5 separate regions of the Mus musculus genome follow, and regions 1, 2, 3 and 4 are each linked to region 5. The links are chromatin contacts, called in public HiChIP or PLAC-seq and promoter capture Hi-C maps. All regions are on one chromosome and are shown on one strand. The core of a region is the stretch at or near the end of the contact, and the rest is flanking DNA. Distances in the headings are between cores, read along the strand shown. Region 1 holds the start of Fscn1 (fascin actin-bundling protein 1). Region 2 holds the start of Wipi2 (WD repeat domain, phosphoinositide interacting 2). Region 3 holds the start of Slc29a4 (solute carrier family 29 (nucleoside transporters), member 4). Region 4 holds the start of Actb (actin, beta). Region 5 holds the start of Lfng (LFNG O-fucosylpeptide 3-beta-N-acetylglucosaminyltransferase).

Region 1 (2,846 bases), core at 94-2,593, 2.4 Mb before region 5:
CTAAGCTAGGTCTATGGAGTCCCACGCCCCCAGCCGGGGGGGGGGGGGGTGGTGGTGGACAGTATTGCTTTAGAATGTGTTAGGCCTTACCCACTTCCCCACGTCACCTTCTCCCAGCAGAAGAAGCCTACGTCCTGAACAGAGGGGTGGTACATGCCTTTATTCCCAGCACAAGAGACAGGAAGGAAGATTTCTGCGAGTTCGGGGCCAGCCCAGTCTACATAGCGAGTTCCAGGATAGCCAAGGCTATCTGGTGAGATCAGATCTTTCAAAATAGAAGCCCACCTCCTCATGGCGGAGCCCAGAGGCCTGTGAGCCTAAAGGGAGCCCAGGAGGAAATAGGGAAATAGAAGGAGTGCAGAGATGCTTTTGTGCACTGGGTCAGGACCCAAGGGAGGGGACATGTCCCCAACTCACCCTGGCGCGTGGACACGTTCCTCTCGTTGGCCGCCTGCAGCACCACCTGAGCGCAGCTCTGTTCCAGGGCGAAGAGCTCATCTTTGCCCACCTTGGTGGCCTTGCCAGCCTTGAGGGTGCCGCTGGGCCCGGACGGAGCCAGGTAGCGACCTTCGCAGTCGCGAAAGGCCACCTTGCCGGAGCGGAACTCCAGCGTGAAGCCCGTGGCGGGCTCCGGCCGTGCCACAAGGCGCCCGTCGTGGCGCAGGAAGCGGTGGTCGGACGTCTGCACACTGTAGCGTTGGTCCTGGAAGGCCAAGGTGATGAGCGAGTCGACGCCCCAAGGCACGTCGCGGTCTACCGCGATCTCGTCGGCCGGCCGCGCGCTCAGATGCGCGTAGCGCTTGCGGGTAACGCTGTAGATGTTAACCTGCGGGTGCATGGCGATGTGCACGCTCCACTTCTCGGCCGGCGACACGCTCTGCGCGAAGCAGGACAGGCGGTCCTCGGTGCCGCCAAAGTAGCGCCGGTGAGCCTCGGACTGCAGCGACCAGCGGCCGTCGTCGTGCGCCACGACGAGAAAGCGGCAGTCGCCGTCGGGCACCTCGCGCTCGCAGGTCACGTTGCCGTCCTTGTCGGCGGCCAGGTAGCGACCCAGGTGGCTGCGCAGACACACGGCCGCGCTGCCCGCCTCATCGGGAGGTTGCTCCAGCGTCCAGATCTGCTTCTTTTTCAAGCTACTAGCGGATGCGTTCACCTTGAACCCGAACGCCTCGGCTGTCAGGTACTTGTTGCCGCAGCTGATGAGCCCGAACTGAATCTGCACAGCCTCTGCCGTGCCGTTGGCGGTCATGGTGGCGGAGGGCGGCCCGGTGGCCCCGGGAGCTTGGATAGCTGTGCCCGACCTCCTTTGTTCAACACGGCTTAGCCCGCTGCAGTTCTCCACAAAGCCAGCCCGGCGGCGCCCAGGGTTTTATAGGAGGATGACGTCACCGTGGCCACGCCCCTACCCGGGCCTGCCGGGGAGGGGGCTCTGCAGCGCGCGCCCGGTCCCCTGCGCTTCCCCGGAGTGTTTTTCTGGGGTTTAAGACCGGGTTTCACTCTGTAACTCAGACTAGGCTTGAAGTATCTGTGTGGCTCAGGCTGGACTCGAACTCATAGCAGTCCTTCTGCCTCTGGCCCGTTCGTGTTTGCTAGTCCATTTAACTGTTCCTCCACAGTCGTGCTCTGCAGTAGTTGGCTGATCTCCAACTTTCTCCTGCTCTCTGAGGCCATCCTGAAACACCCCTACCCCCAAACCCAGTCGATGGGAAGGACCAGGTTTAAGATAATGATCCCTTCAGGATGGAGGGAGGGTCCAGGGTGTACCAGGAAGTAGCCTTAGAGCCGGTCCTTGAAGAAGCCAGAGACGCCAGAAGGGTCTGGGGTAGAAAGGAGGTTAATTTCTAGAGAGGCGCATGCAGAGCCCTACCTGCCCCGCCCGCCTCAGGGTTTTTCAAGGCCTTGTAGCCTGGGCCTCCTGAGCAGAAACCGAGATTTCTATTCCCGGGTCAGCATAGAGTACAGCCACCTTGCTGACTCTAAATAAATTGTGGTAACTGTGGCCCAAGTCAGTGGCCCACAAAAGTCCCTACTGTGGTGATGCTCAAGCCCCGGGGTGCTGGTCTACCAGGAAGCAGGGTAGGTAAGGCAGGAATAGTGGTCTCTGTTTATGAAGACATCAGAAAAGCAGGTCAGCTCCCTAGAATGGCACAGCCCCAATGTACCTCCTAACTGCAGCCCCTCAGGGTTCCAGACCAGAGGGACATTCCCACAAACACCACCTCCCACCTCCCACCACACACCACCCCACGTAAGAACACTTCCCTTTGAGTTTCTGGAGGACTGAGACTTCTCCTGGGACATTCCCCACATGCCAGGCAGGCCCCTGGAATGCTGGCCCTACCCCAGGCTGCCCACAAGATCTGGGCCCCTGGCCCTTCCCAGCCACAGGCTGGGCAGGGTACTGAAACTGACCAGTCTTCACGGTGATCTGTGTCCAAACGCATCTCTGTCCCAGGCAAACCCCTCCAGCGACCATCAAAGGGGAAGGGGAGATGGCATGGCTTTCCCATCATCAAAGGTCAGTCCTGACAAGTCCCTAGAATCCTTGCTGGGACATCTAGTTCCTCCCTTAGAGGTCACAGGAAAGGTCACCAAGTTCGCGGCCGATAGCCAGCCATCCTCTCCTGCTGTGGGACTTTGCACAGGTTACTCTCACTCTCTGAGCTCTCCTTCCTCTGTAATAAAGACACATATTCCTGGGTACAGTGAGTCACACTTGTAATTCCAGAACTTGAGAAGCAGGGACAGGAGGATTGCTTTGAGTTTAAGACCAGCCTTGAGGGAGCAGGTCAGAAGACTGGAAGCAGTAACAGCCAAAACCCGATACTGAGGGTGCCCTCTCTGCC
Region 2 (2,847 bases), core at 312-2,811, 2.0 Mb before region 5:
TGGAGGTCAGTTGTTTAGGCCAGGTGTCTCCCTCTTTATTTACCAAAGTAGGGTCTCTTCCCTGAACCCCAGAGCTCACTGACCCTGCTCATCTAACTAGCCAGGGATCTGCTGGGATTATAGACAGCTGCCTAGCTTTTCTATGGGTGCTGGGATCCCAACTCTGGGCCTCAGAGTTGTGTGACAAGTGCTTTATCCACTGAACCAGCTCTCCAGTGCCCAGGTCCACTATTACTTCTGGACTCAGTGTCTTTAGCATTCTGTTCTAATGTAGAAAAGACCCAGTGTGTTACAACGGAAAGAACACCAGGAGAGCAACCTCAGGGGATGAGAACCCAAGCCTGCCCCATCCCACTATTAGCCAACTTTAAGATCCTGACAGACTCTAGCCCTTTCTGAACTTCACAGTCTCATTTGTGGCTGGTCCCAATTTCAGGACAGCACCTCCTTCTTGAGCTCGTCTAAAGGTCCAACTGAGCACCTGTTGCACCTCCCTCCACACAGGTACTTGCCATTCTCCAATCTAACTTTTAAGTGAGGAAAAACAAAAGCCTCAGTCCCTGCCTTGCTAATGCTATTGTGCCAGTAGCGACCAACTACTTAGTGTGATGCCAAGTGACCCATTCCTCCTCCTCTTACATCACTTCCTCTTACTCACTTCCCAAGATGGCTCTTCTCCCTTCCAGTCCCATAACTCATCCATCCTTCATCAGAAACCTCATCTATTACCTACCTTCCAGGTATGCCAACGAGGCAGCCTTGAAGAACCAGATGGGGAACTACAGGAGTTCAGTCCGGTAAAACAGTGGACCGGTACGAAGGTTCTTTTTTACCCCAGGAATAGCCCACCTCACCCCCTTTTGAAGCTCCCAGACCCCTTGAGGATAAAGTCTCAGATCGAAGGCCTGGATTACTACTGCCGTTTGGTCCTTTTTTGGAGGAGACCAAAGTTACTTGCCAGAAAGGTCGGCAGAGAAGAAATAAGCAAACAGAAAAAGAAAAGCCATGAAAAGCGACAGAAGCAGTGAGGATACAGATGTATAGAAAGGGGGAGGCGGGCGATGCCCAGGATGGCCGCAAAACCGAGTCCGGGTGACAGGCGCAAACCGGCGTGCACAGTTCCTTCCTAACTTTGCGAAAGGCCAGGTCTCAGGACAGGTGGATGGGGGCACCCCGAGTTCCATCACCTCCCCCGGCCCAGGAGGCAGCAGCGCTCGAGCGGCCGCGCGGGCTCAGCACGCCCCCCGCCCATACCCCTCAACCTGACCAGCCCTGGTCTCTGCCCCGGCCCCGCGTCCGCGCCCGGCCTTACGTGTTATCCTGGTTGAAGTTGGCGAACAGCAGCTGGCCGGCGCCGGCCTCTCCGCTCTGGCTCGCCAGGTTCATGGCTGCGAGCGCGCGACGGCCTCGGACCCCCCTTGGCGGGAGCGCGCGCAGCTCGACTCGGGCGGCCCGCGGGAGCACGCTACACTCAGGATCGACGTCCGGTCCGGCAGGTCGCCCCGCTCGCCGCCTCTCGCTGCGCGGGGACCAACTGCCGCCTCATCCCGTCCCCACTCTTGTTTATGCTCCAGAGCCGGGACGGGCTGCGCGCTTGCGCGGTCCCGCCCACCCTCGCGTCGCACGGCGGCGTTCCGCGCAGGCCCGCTGCGTAGGCCCCGCCTCTTCGCCGCAGGCATCCGCGGGTGTTTCCGGTCGACTGCGCATGCATAAAGGTGCGCTGGTGGGTGCGCCTGCGCGTGGCGGAGAGTGGGCGGGGGCTTGCTGTCTGAGAACGGCGAGTTACCTCGTTGGTCCTGAGTCGTTGATCATTGTTCTAGGAACTTTGGCGCACCGCGTTGCTCGAAGAGAATGTCGCACGTCCGTTTTGCAGATTTGAAAAGCGAGGCGCAGAACTGCAAACGATTTGCCAAATGTTGGGTCTGAGACTGGAAAGGCGCGTGCGGTCACGGTCCTTGGGACAGGATTCTACTTTAAATGTATTGGTCCGTGCAACAGTCTATGGGAAGCACCTTTCTCTCCTTCCCGCTGCTTCCCTTCTTTCCTTTCTCTTCTTCCCTTCAAGGAGATAGAAATGTTCTGGTGGCGAAGGTCCTGGAGAAGAGAGAGACTTGTTCTGTGCTGTTAGAACTGAACCTCTAGGCAAGAGGCTGGTAGTTCCCAAGAGCAGTGTGCTGTCCTTGAGGACAGTTAAGCGGGGAGCAAAGTCGAACTTTGTTAGTACAGCCAGAGGGGCAAAGATGGCAAAGTTGTTGAGGAAAAGATGGCGCACACTTTCCCACCCTTCCTGTTTCGTGTTTTTGTTTTGTTTGTTGTCTTTGGATCGGGGCTCATCTATCTTAGGCTAGCTTTGGACTCTGTAGCTGAGGTTGACCTTGAATTCCCGGTCTTCCTGCCTTTACCTCTTAAAAGATTATGGAGCTGCACCACCACGCTTGTTTAAAGTAGCCTTTAAAATGGTTTGCTTTAGCCTTTGGAGACCTTGGCTCTTCTGGAACTCACCATCTTAATCTTCAATGCATAGAAATATACTGCCCTCGGCCATCTGCCCTCCGTCCTCTGCCCTCTGGTGCTGGAATTAAATGTGCTACGATTCCCAGCTTTTCTTTTTTTTTTTTTTAATGAATTCTTTAAGAATTTCATGCAAAGCATTTTGATCATATTCAACCTCACCACCACCCAGATCCACTCTTCTTCCCTACCCACCCAACTTTATGTCTTTTTTTTTTTCAGTCTTTCTTTTTTAAACCCACCAATTCCATTTTGTGTTGCCTATATAGTTTTGGATATGGTCTTCCACTGGAAGACCTATCGGAGATCATACATACCCTTGAAGGAAATTGATTC
Region 3 (2,949 bases), core at 402-2,901, 2.1 Mb before region 5:
CTCTGGCTCAGTCAGCGTGGCGGGCAGCTGCCACCTACACTGTCCCCATGGCTTTCATCTCTCTCCTTTCCCAGCCCCCAACATGCAACATCCAGGGTCTCAGGTCCCTCCTCTCCTACATCCACTTTAATTAAAATTCAAGGGCATACAGATAGACATTGGAAGGGAAGCTCTTCTCCATGCTCCTGACTTCGGACCCCTCAGTGCTTGTCACGAAAGCATTGTGGATGATACAGGACATTTATTTAGTTTTCAGACCATCCTTGGCACCAAACACCCACCTAGAGGGTGAGAGAGTACTTCACAAAGAGGGACTGGGTGGTTGCTAGGAAAAATTTAGCTACGCACACTTGGCGTTTTAATAGTGATGCAAGCCACCCCTAAGTACCCTGTGGGTCAAAGAGGGCTCCGAGCTCTCAGTAGTCCTGTAAAACTAGGCACACAACACCAGTCTGAAGAAGAGATAACCAAAAAGGCAGAGGAGGGCCAAACCCACAGCCAGACAGCTCTAACTGAACCCTGACCCGGCTGACCACCACTGGCCTCTCTCAGATGCTGTAGGGATTGTCTCTCAGGCTGCTTGCCCCACATGTGCAGTCGGCAGAAGAGGCAGAAAAATTACATTTCACTTGGAAAGCCAGCCTGCTCAACCTCCTCGGGCCTTGAACTTCTGGCTCCAGCCACAAGTCTTGTTTACTAAGATGCCCTTGGATGCCCCTGTCCCGTGCCCAGACGTTGTTTAGGGAGTCTCCCTCAGCATCCTAAGGCTCCACTCCCCGCTGCAGGATTGTGGGTTTTGAGCTACTTTGGGCAGCTCCTCTGAGTGCCAGGGGACAGATGACTGTAACATCAATGCCACAGACTGGTCAAGGCCTGGGATGCCCGCAGGGCAGAGGGGTAGCCCAGGCCCATCTCTCTCCATGCTTTAGGTTCCTGCACAGTCCGGACACTAGCAGACCTTGATGTTTCTTCCGCAGGAAGCACTAGCAGTATCAAACTTGGACCCCGGCCCACAGGGCCACCAGCAAAGAGAGACTTCAGGGGCAACTCGGAGGTCGTGACCCAGTGCCCAGGCCCCGCCTCTGTCATAACCTTTTTCAAAACTAGAAGGAAGCTGGCTGGGCAGAAGGGCGTGATGGAAGGAGATGGGTCCGGAAGGAACTTCAGGTGCAAGGTCCCCTGAGGTGTGACCAAGGGAGGACATAATGCCGTGATCCGGCTCGGCCAAGGCCACCCGCGTCTGTCCCCTTCTAGAGCCTGCGTCCCGCCCTCGCAGCTCGGATGCAGGGGATCTTGCACTGTGCGAGGGTACCCATCCTCCCCGGACAAGGGGTGCGGCAACCATCCGGTGCCTGGGAGGGCGGAAGGGAGAGGCGGCGCGACTGGGGCCGCGCGCCGCAGACAAAGGCTCCGACAGGTCCCCGCCGGCGTCTCCCTGCCACCTCCGTGGCGACACTCACCTCGGGCGGCCCCAGGCTGGGATCCTCGCTGCCTGCCTGCCGCCCGCGCCCGGACCCTTTGCGCTGTGCCCCGCTTCTCGAGGCTTGGGACCGGGCGCGGCGGGCGTCCTGCTCGGTGTCCCGGTCCGCGGGCCCGGGTCCGTGAGCGCGTGCTGGGGGCGCAGCAGCTGCAGCGAGCTAGCCCGGCCCACGCCCCGCCCGCCCTCCTAGCTCCGCCCTCCTAGCTCCGCCCACCGCGTGACTCCGCCCAAGTCCCGCCTCCAACCACACTTTTCACCATCCAGATGCCCCGCCCACCCTCGTGGCCCCGCCCCTCACACCCCGCCCACTCCACAGGGCTCCACCCAGGTCCGGCCTCCAGTGGGGCCTACGGCCACTCAGTCTCCCAGTCTCCCTGCCCACGCTACATCCACTCTGTATAAATCCGCCCCTAAACCCCTCTTTCTCTCCTATACACTCCGCCCAATCTCTACCTGCGCTCTCCGCCCCTGGCCCTACCCAGTCTTTACCATATTCCCCGCCCCATTTTCTTTACCTATGCTCCACTCACTCTATATGACCCCGCCTCTGGCTCCGCCTCTGAACTGCCCACTCTAATGCCCCCAAGCCTCTTTGCTGTCTTCACCCTCGTTCCTTCTGTGCCCTTAGCCAGCCCCAACCCAGACCACAGAGCCTGCCCCCTTTCCCTGCCTTCCTCTCCGCTGGCCCTAGCCTCACCTCTATTCTTTCTTCACCCCTATTCCTTCCCCGCTTCCCTTGATGCGTGCTGGGCCCTTCTTCCATCCCCCTCTTCCCCTGCTCCTACTTCATTTGCCTAGTTCCACCCCCATTATTCCCACATGCTCCACTCTCCTCCTCTGGGCCCACTTCGTCCCACCTACCTGGCCTCACCTCTAGCCCTCATACATGACTTCTTATTCACTACCTGCTAGCTCCGCCCCATCACTTCCCTGTGCCACGCCCCCATGGCCCCTCCCACAGCCTTCACACCAGCCCTGCCTCTCTGCCCCGCCTCCCACTCCCATGCTTGTTTCCCCCACACTACCACTCCCCGACGGCGTGGACTCATCCTATGCTGGACCGTGGCTTTCAGCATAAGCGCTGCCTCTACCCATTCACACTCCACTTGTCTTTGCCCACTTCTCTCCACTCTCAGGTTACAGTATCTGACAGTCTAGCATACAGGAAGGTTTGGTGTCTTAGCTGGCCGTCCTCACTTCTCAGTCCCTTCACGATTCTTGCCAGGCTTAGTCTCCTGGAGCTCTAGGTGATCTGCGACAATCTGGGGCTGGCACTGATTGCTTCAGTAGGGCCTATTCTGACCCTGGTCCTGGCCACATGCCCCATGGGGGCCATAAAGATAAGACCAGGAATTAAGTGGGAACAGTACCCTAAGTCCTTACAAACTGGGACCTGTTAATGGGGGCCAGGAGTCTTCAGGACCGAGGCACAGAGAGATGCATTTGTCTGGATACCCCTCCTCTTGCCT
Region 4 (2,906 bases), core at 99-2,598, 2.3 Mb before region 5:
GCAACTTCAAAATGCCCTGCCACCAGCCAAGAACAAGGAAGCTGGCCACTGTAGTCCATATATGGATGAAGCCTTCTTTGGTTTCAACACCTACACTTTGTGAGCCAGTGAACACCTACCTATGCATGCACTGAGGCACGGCAGGCCCAGAGCATCTCACCTGAAGCACCCTTCTTGCCTAAATCCAGCTTTCTGTCACACTCTCCCAGAAGGTGCGTGTCCTTCTAAGCTAAGCTGAGGGATCCGGCCCTCAACCCTGACCCCGTGTGTAGCTCTCAGCCAAATAGCTGGCTTGCTAAGTAGAACACTGGTACTTAGGTGAGGGGGACAGGGGCTGCTTCTCTCTGGAGGATTTGGGGCTCCGGTGACCACCAACTTTTCCCTGAGCAGCTTGTCACTCCCAGAATCCCCACGGCTGGCAGATGGACTAGTGCACAACTCAGCTGTGGCTGCACATAATAAATAGAGGATAGATGGTGGGCCCCAGCCCAGCGATGTCTGGCAGTCACCCAGAGACACTAGCTAACGGCCCAGGCTTAGTCTTGCCTGGGTGTGATCAGGCAGTTCTCCAAAAGTGCCTGACTCCATGAGAAGTTTTGTTTGTTCTATTGAGCACAGTTCCTTTCTAGATCCGGGGCAGGGGATATCTGGAGGCATCTTCTTGCAACACCTCCAGTTATTGGACCACTGGGGCTCGCCCTATGCTTGGGATAGGATGGCCTTGAGTCTCTAAGAGGTCAAGATCCATGAAAACCTCTCCAACCAGAGTTCTGCTTCCAAGTTGAACCCCAACACACCTAGCAAATTAGAACCACAGCAGAAGGGGCCCCCCCGGATCTGGCTTTCCGGCTATTGCTAGCAATTGCTAGCAAGGGGGAGTGACTCTCTGTCCATTCAATCCAGGCCCCGCGTGTCCCTCAAACAAGAGGCCACACAAATAGGGTCCGGGCCTCGATGCTGACCCTCATCCACTTAAGTGCTCGATATCCACGTGACATCCACACCCAGAGGGTCCTGGGGTGGTTGGGTGACCCCCAGAATGCAGGCCTAGTAACCGAGACATTGAATGGGGCAGTGTCCACAAGGGCGGAGGCTATTCCTGTACATCTGGGCCTACGGAGCCAGCACCCATCGCCAAAACTCTTCATCCTCTTCCTCAATCTCGCTTTCTCTCTCGCTTTTTTTTTTTTTCTTCTTCTTTTTTTTTTTTTTTTTCAAAAGGAGGGGAGAGGGGGTAAAAAAATGCTGCACTGTGCGGCGAGGCCGGTGAGTGAGCGACGCGGAGCCAATCAGCGCCCGCCGTTCCGAAAGTTGCCTTTTATGGCTCGAGTGGCCGCTGTGGCGTCCTATAAAACCCGGCGGCGCAACGCGCAGCCACTGTCGAGTCGCGTCCACCCGCGAGCACAGCTTCTTTGCAGCTCCTTCGTTGCCGGTCCACACCCGCCACCAGGTAAGCAGGGACGCCGGGCCCAGCGGGCCTTCGCTCTCTCGTGGCTAGTACCTCACTGCAGGGTCCTGAGGATCACTCAGAACGGACACCATGGGCGGGTGGAGGGTGGTGCCGGGCCGCGGAGCGGACACTGGCACAGCCAACTTTACGCCTAGCGTGTAGACTCTTTGCAGCCACATTCCCGCGGTGTAGACACTCGTGGGCCCGCTCCCGCTCGGTGCGTGGGGCTTGGGGACACACTAGGGTCGCGGTGTGGGCATTTGATGAGCCGGTGCGGCTTGCGGGTGTTAAAAGCCGTATTAGGTCCATCTTGAGAGTACACAGTATTGGGAACCAGACGCTACGATCACGCCTCAATGGCCTCTGGGTCTTTGTCCAAACCGGTTTGCCTATTCGGCTTGCCGGGCGGGCGGGCGGGCGGGCGGGCGCGGCAGGGCCGGCTCGGCCGGGTGGGGGCTGGGATGCCACTGCGCGTGCGCTCTCTATCACTGGGCATCGAGGCGCGTGTGCGCTAGGGAGGGAGCTCTTCCTCTCCCCCTCTTCCTAGTTAGCTGCGCGTGCGTATTGAGGCTGGGAGCGCGGCTGCCCGGGGTTGGGCGAGGGCGGGGCCGTTGTCCGGAAGGGGCGGGGTCACAGTGGCACGGGCGCCTTGTTTGCGCTTCCTGCTGGGTGTGGTCGCCTCCCGCGCGCGCACAAGCCGCCCGTCGGCGCAGTGTAGGCGGAGCTTGCGCCCGTTTGGGGAGGGGGCGGAGGTCTGGCTTCCTGCCCTAGGTCCGCCTCCGGGCCAGCGTTTGCCTTTTATGGTAATAATGCGGCCGGTCTGCGCTTCCTTTGTCCCCTGAGCTTGGGCGCGCGCCCCCTGGCGGCTCGAGCCCGCGGCTTGCCGGAAGTGGGCAGGGCGGCAGCGGCTGCTCTTGGCGGCCCCGAGGTGACTATAGCCTTCTTTTGTGTCTTGATAGTTCGCCATGGATGACGATATCGCTGCGCTGGTCGTCGACAACGGCTCCGGCATGTGCAAAGCCGGCTTCGCGGGCGACGATGCTCCCCGGGCTGTATTCCCCTCCATCGTGGGCCGCCCTAGGCACCAGGTAAGTGACCTGTTACTTTGGGAGTGGCAAGCCTGGGGTTTTCTTGGGGATCGATGCCGGTGCTAAGAAGGCTGTTCCCTTCCACAGGGTGTGATGGTGGGAATGGGTCAGAAGGACTCCTATGTGGGTGACGAGGCCCAGAGCAAGAGAGGTATCCTGACCCTGAAGTACCCCATTGAACATGGCATTGTTACCAACTGGGACGACATGGAGAAGATCTGGCACCACACCTTCTACAATGAGCTGCGTGTGGCCCCTGAGGAGCACCCTGTGCTGCTCACCGAGGCCCCCCTGAACCCTAAGGCCAACCGTGAAAAGATGACCCAGGTCAGTATCCCGGGTAACCCTTCTCTTTGGCCAGCTTCTCA
Region 5 (2,700 bases), core at 77-2,576:
GGTGGGGTTCTCAGGGCCCCTCTTTGACCAAGACTAGATAGGAGCCTGTCCTCTTAACCTCCACTGTCCTAAAGCGAAGTCTCACTGGGGCTGGGTCAGGAAGGAAAGTGAGTCTTAGTCTTCACACCAAATATCTACCCCCACCCCTACACACACACACACACACACACACACACACACACACACACACACACACACACGCAGTGCACTCTGCTCTCCCGCCCCAACGGTCCTGTTGTAGCCTCCAGGGAGATTTTCAAAGTGGGGTGTGTCTTTTTATTATGTGTATGAAGTTGGTCTAACAGGAGGTGGGGGAGCTGAGCTACTGAAGTCAGGGTTCTGAGCAAGTCTGGAGAACTAGCACCCATTTCTTTCACTTTGCCTGGTCCAGGGGTGTGCTATGCCTTTTCCTCCCTCCCTTTCAAGGGGGCGTACCTTCCACCCAGGAAGAAGGAAGGGGAGTGAAGGGGACCCAGGATGGAACTGAGCCAATTTGCTCGAAAAAGTTTAGGAACAAATATGGCCATTCACTCCAGTGTTTAGGAGAAGCGTTACAGAGCCAGCCCTAAGCTGGAGGCGACTCATCCAGACACAGAGCATGTGGCTGGGGTGACCCTGGGCAACACGGAAGGAAGCTTCCAGGGTAGTAAGGCAAAGTGAACCCCAGCAGCCACACGGGGCTGTAATGGGATTTATCAGTGTCATCGTTTCCCAGATAGACCCAAAGCAATTAACGCATCGGGAACCGCTATCGTCAGTCACCAGTTGGACCAGAGGGTGATCCCCACTTCATCCCCCTGCCCAGGCCGCGCTGGGTCTCACCATCTCCTTGTGGCGCGAGATCCAGGTCTCGAACAGCAGATCGAGCCGCGCGCGGTGAAACTTTCTGGTGGTCTTGACGGCGATGAAGACGTCGCGAGGGGACAGAACTTCGGCGGGGGGACGCGGATGGCCGTCGCCCTGGCGAGAAGCGACCCCGGGCGGTGGATCCGCGTCTCTGCGCGCGCGGGTGAGTAGACTGAAGTACTCGGAGAGGCTATGCACCTCGCGGGTGAGGACTCCGGGATCCACAGCCGCCCTGGACCCTGAAGCCGGAGCTCCTCCAGAGGAGCCCGCCAGGCTACGCAGCGCGCGCCGTCCGCGCTCAGCGGGCATCGGAGTCGGTGGCGGGTCGGCCGTGAGCACCAGGAGACAAGCCAACAGCGCGCCCACCAGCGCCAGCAGCAGGCGCCGGCCGCACCGCTGGAGCATGGTGGCCGGCGGCCGCACGTAATATCTATCCCAGTGCCAACTGGTCCGGCTGCCCGAGGCTCCCGGTCCAGCTGCGCGCCTCTCGCTTCAGGAACTCTTAAACCTCCCCTGCCCGCCACGCCTCCACGCGCTAATTGGCTGCTAGCCTTGGGGCGTAACCTTTAGGGAGATCTCTCCTTCCCACGTGGGATACGGACAAGGGGCTGGGAACCACCCAGCTGGGGTACCCACGGCACCCGCCCCCTTTGTGCACGAGCCTGTCCCGCCTGCGCCGAGTCACCCTCCGGAGCTGCTCTGGGAGACACCCAGCCTGACCAACGCCCGCCACGGCTGCACGTGGAGGACGCGCCCCCGAAGCTGGGACCTGGGTGATAGGGCCAGTGCTCCTCCGCGGGCGACATCCTTGGCTTCTCGCTGTGCATTTCCTGTCCCCGAGCGGGTTTCCTTCCCTGGGGAACGGTGCTGACTGAGCCAAAGTGGTAGCCTGCAGTGTGTCCTGAGCGATTAATTTTGAGCTGCCCTTACTGATACTTATGTCTTAGGAGTGGACCTGAAGTTCAGGCAAAAGGGTATCAGTGACAAAATTCTACGTCCCTCCGTCGGTCCATCCTTCCCTCCTCCCCCAGGCAGGCCTGTCTTGGCATCATGTTCCTAAATGGGGAGGGTTGGTCCCCAAAAACCTCAGGCACCCCGTAGCGAGGAGACACTCAAGCAGCCTCTTTCCTCGAAGGATGAAAGGCTACCTTCTGTTCCATTTGGTTCCTCCGCACTCCTACCAGATGTGACCCAGCTGTGCGCCATCCCAGACCCGCCTCCCCGGCACACGGCCCCCTTCCCACGGGCGGGGGCCTTGCCTGCGCCTAGCACGAGCGGGGGCGGCAGGAATGTGCGCCTAATGGTAGGGTGAGAGGCTACGGGTCCGGAAATGGCCAAGGGTCCCCTGGAGTGGGAGCAGGGTCCGAGCCCGAGCCTGCTGCATCTTCCGGGAGCGCAGCTGGGGGCGGCTCTCCGCCTGGCTGCCCCTGGGTCTGGTTGGCTTCAGTTTCCGCGTCCCCCTTCAAAGGAAGTCTGAGCCCACCCTGCCACCACGGATAAACTGCTGTTCCTTCTGTCGCCGACTCCCTAGCGTTTATATTTTAGACCGGAGTATCATTTCTAATTATTTCTCTACTACACTCTTCTTAATGTCCGTCCCTCTCTTGGAGGTTAAAAGAAGGCATCAGGCTGGATCAGGTAAAGACTTACTGCAGGGGCTGGCCAGATGGTTCAGTGGGCAAACGCAACTGTCACCTAGGCAGATTTGAGTTTATTTCCCAGGACCCACATGGTCAGAAAGAACCAACAATATGTTGCCCTCTGACCTCCACACGTGCAACTTGGCCTGAGCAACACACATTTATACACACGCACGCACGCACGCACATACACATACGCACACCTGCTTTCAAC

Evidence for each region. Promoter capture Hi-C pulls out the DNA fragments that hold promoters and counts their contacts. HiChIP or PLAC-seq counts read pairs in DNA pulled down with a chosen protein or histone mark.
Region 1: an H3K27ac HiChIP or PLAC-seq map of embryonic stem cells shows a contact between it and region 5, with 4 times the contacts expected there. The contact joins the promoter of Fscn1 here to the promoter of Lfng in region 5. A contact is called at or near these places in 1 of 39 promoter capture datasets (embryonic stem cells) and 3 of 115 datasets of contacts at active chromatin or transcription factors (astrocytes, bone marrow-derived dendritic cells and embryonic stem cells).
Region 2: a promoter capture Hi-C map of embryonic stem cells shows a contact between it and region 5, with 4 times the contacts expected there. The contact joins the promoter of Wipi2 here to the promoter of Lfng in region 5. A contact is called at or near these places in 5 of 39 promoter capture datasets (the 3T3-L1 cell line, the SN4741 cell line, embryonic stem cells and 1 more), 1 of 484 Hi-C or Micro-C datasets (B cells) and 2 of 115 datasets of contacts at active chromatin or transcription factors (bone marrow-derived dendritic cells and embryonic stem cells).
Region 3: a contact with region 5 is called in an H3K4me3 HiChIP or PLAC-seq map of forebrain, with 5 times the contacts expected there. The contact joins the promoter of Slc29a4 here to the promoter of Lfng in region 5. A contact is called at or near these places in 1 of 39 promoter capture datasets (cranial neural crest) and 2 of 115 datasets of contacts at active chromatin or transcription factors (acute myeloid leukemia and forebrain).
Region 4: a contact with region 5 is called in a promoter capture Hi-C map of embryonic stem cells, with 6 times the contacts expected there. The contact joins the promoter of Actb here to the promoter of Lfng in region 5. A contact is called at or near these places in 2 of 39 promoter capture datasets (cranial neural crest and embryonic stem cells), 1 of 15 datasets of contacts at CTCF or cohesin (large pre-B cells), 4 of 115 datasets of contacts at active chromatin or transcription factors (astrocytes, bone marrow-derived dendritic cells, large pre-B cells and 1 more) and 2 of 9 other capture datasets (adipose tissue and liver).

What each region holds. Positions count from the first base shown.
Region 1 is chr5:142,958,852-142,961,697 of GRCm38.p6, reverse strand. It overlaps Fscn1 (fascin actin-bundling protein 1), which reads right to left and starts at 1,343. Exons shown (of 5, transcript NM_007984.2): 1 at 418-1,343. The coding sequence starts at 1,249.
Region 2 is chr5:142,628,298-142,631,144 of GRCm38.p6, reverse strand. It overlaps Wipi2 (WD repeat domain, phosphoinositide interacting 2), which reads right to left and starts at 1,561. Exons shown (of 12, transcript NM_178398.4): 1 at 1,313-1,561. The coding sequence starts at 1,386.
Region 3 is chr5:142,700,803-142,703,751 of GRCm38.p6, reverse strand. Slc29a4 (solute carrier family 29 (nucleoside transporters), member 4) reads right to left here and starts at 1,651. Exons shown (of 11, transcript NM_146257.2): 1 at 1,461-1,651.
Region 4 is chr5:142,905,196-142,908,101 of GRCm38.p6, reverse strand. Actb (actin, beta) reads left to right here and starts at 1,348. Exons shown (of 6, transcript NM_007393.5): 1 at 1,348-1,450; 2 at 2,410-2,538; 3 at 2,626-2,865. The coding sequence starts at 2,416.
Region 5 is chr5:140,605,967-140,608,666 of GRCm38.p6, reverse strand. It overlaps Lfng (LFNG O-fucosylpeptide 3-beta-N-acetylglucosaminyltransferase), which reads right to left and starts at 1,326. Exons shown (of 8, transcript NM_008494.3): 1 at 823-1,326. The coding sequence starts at 1,251.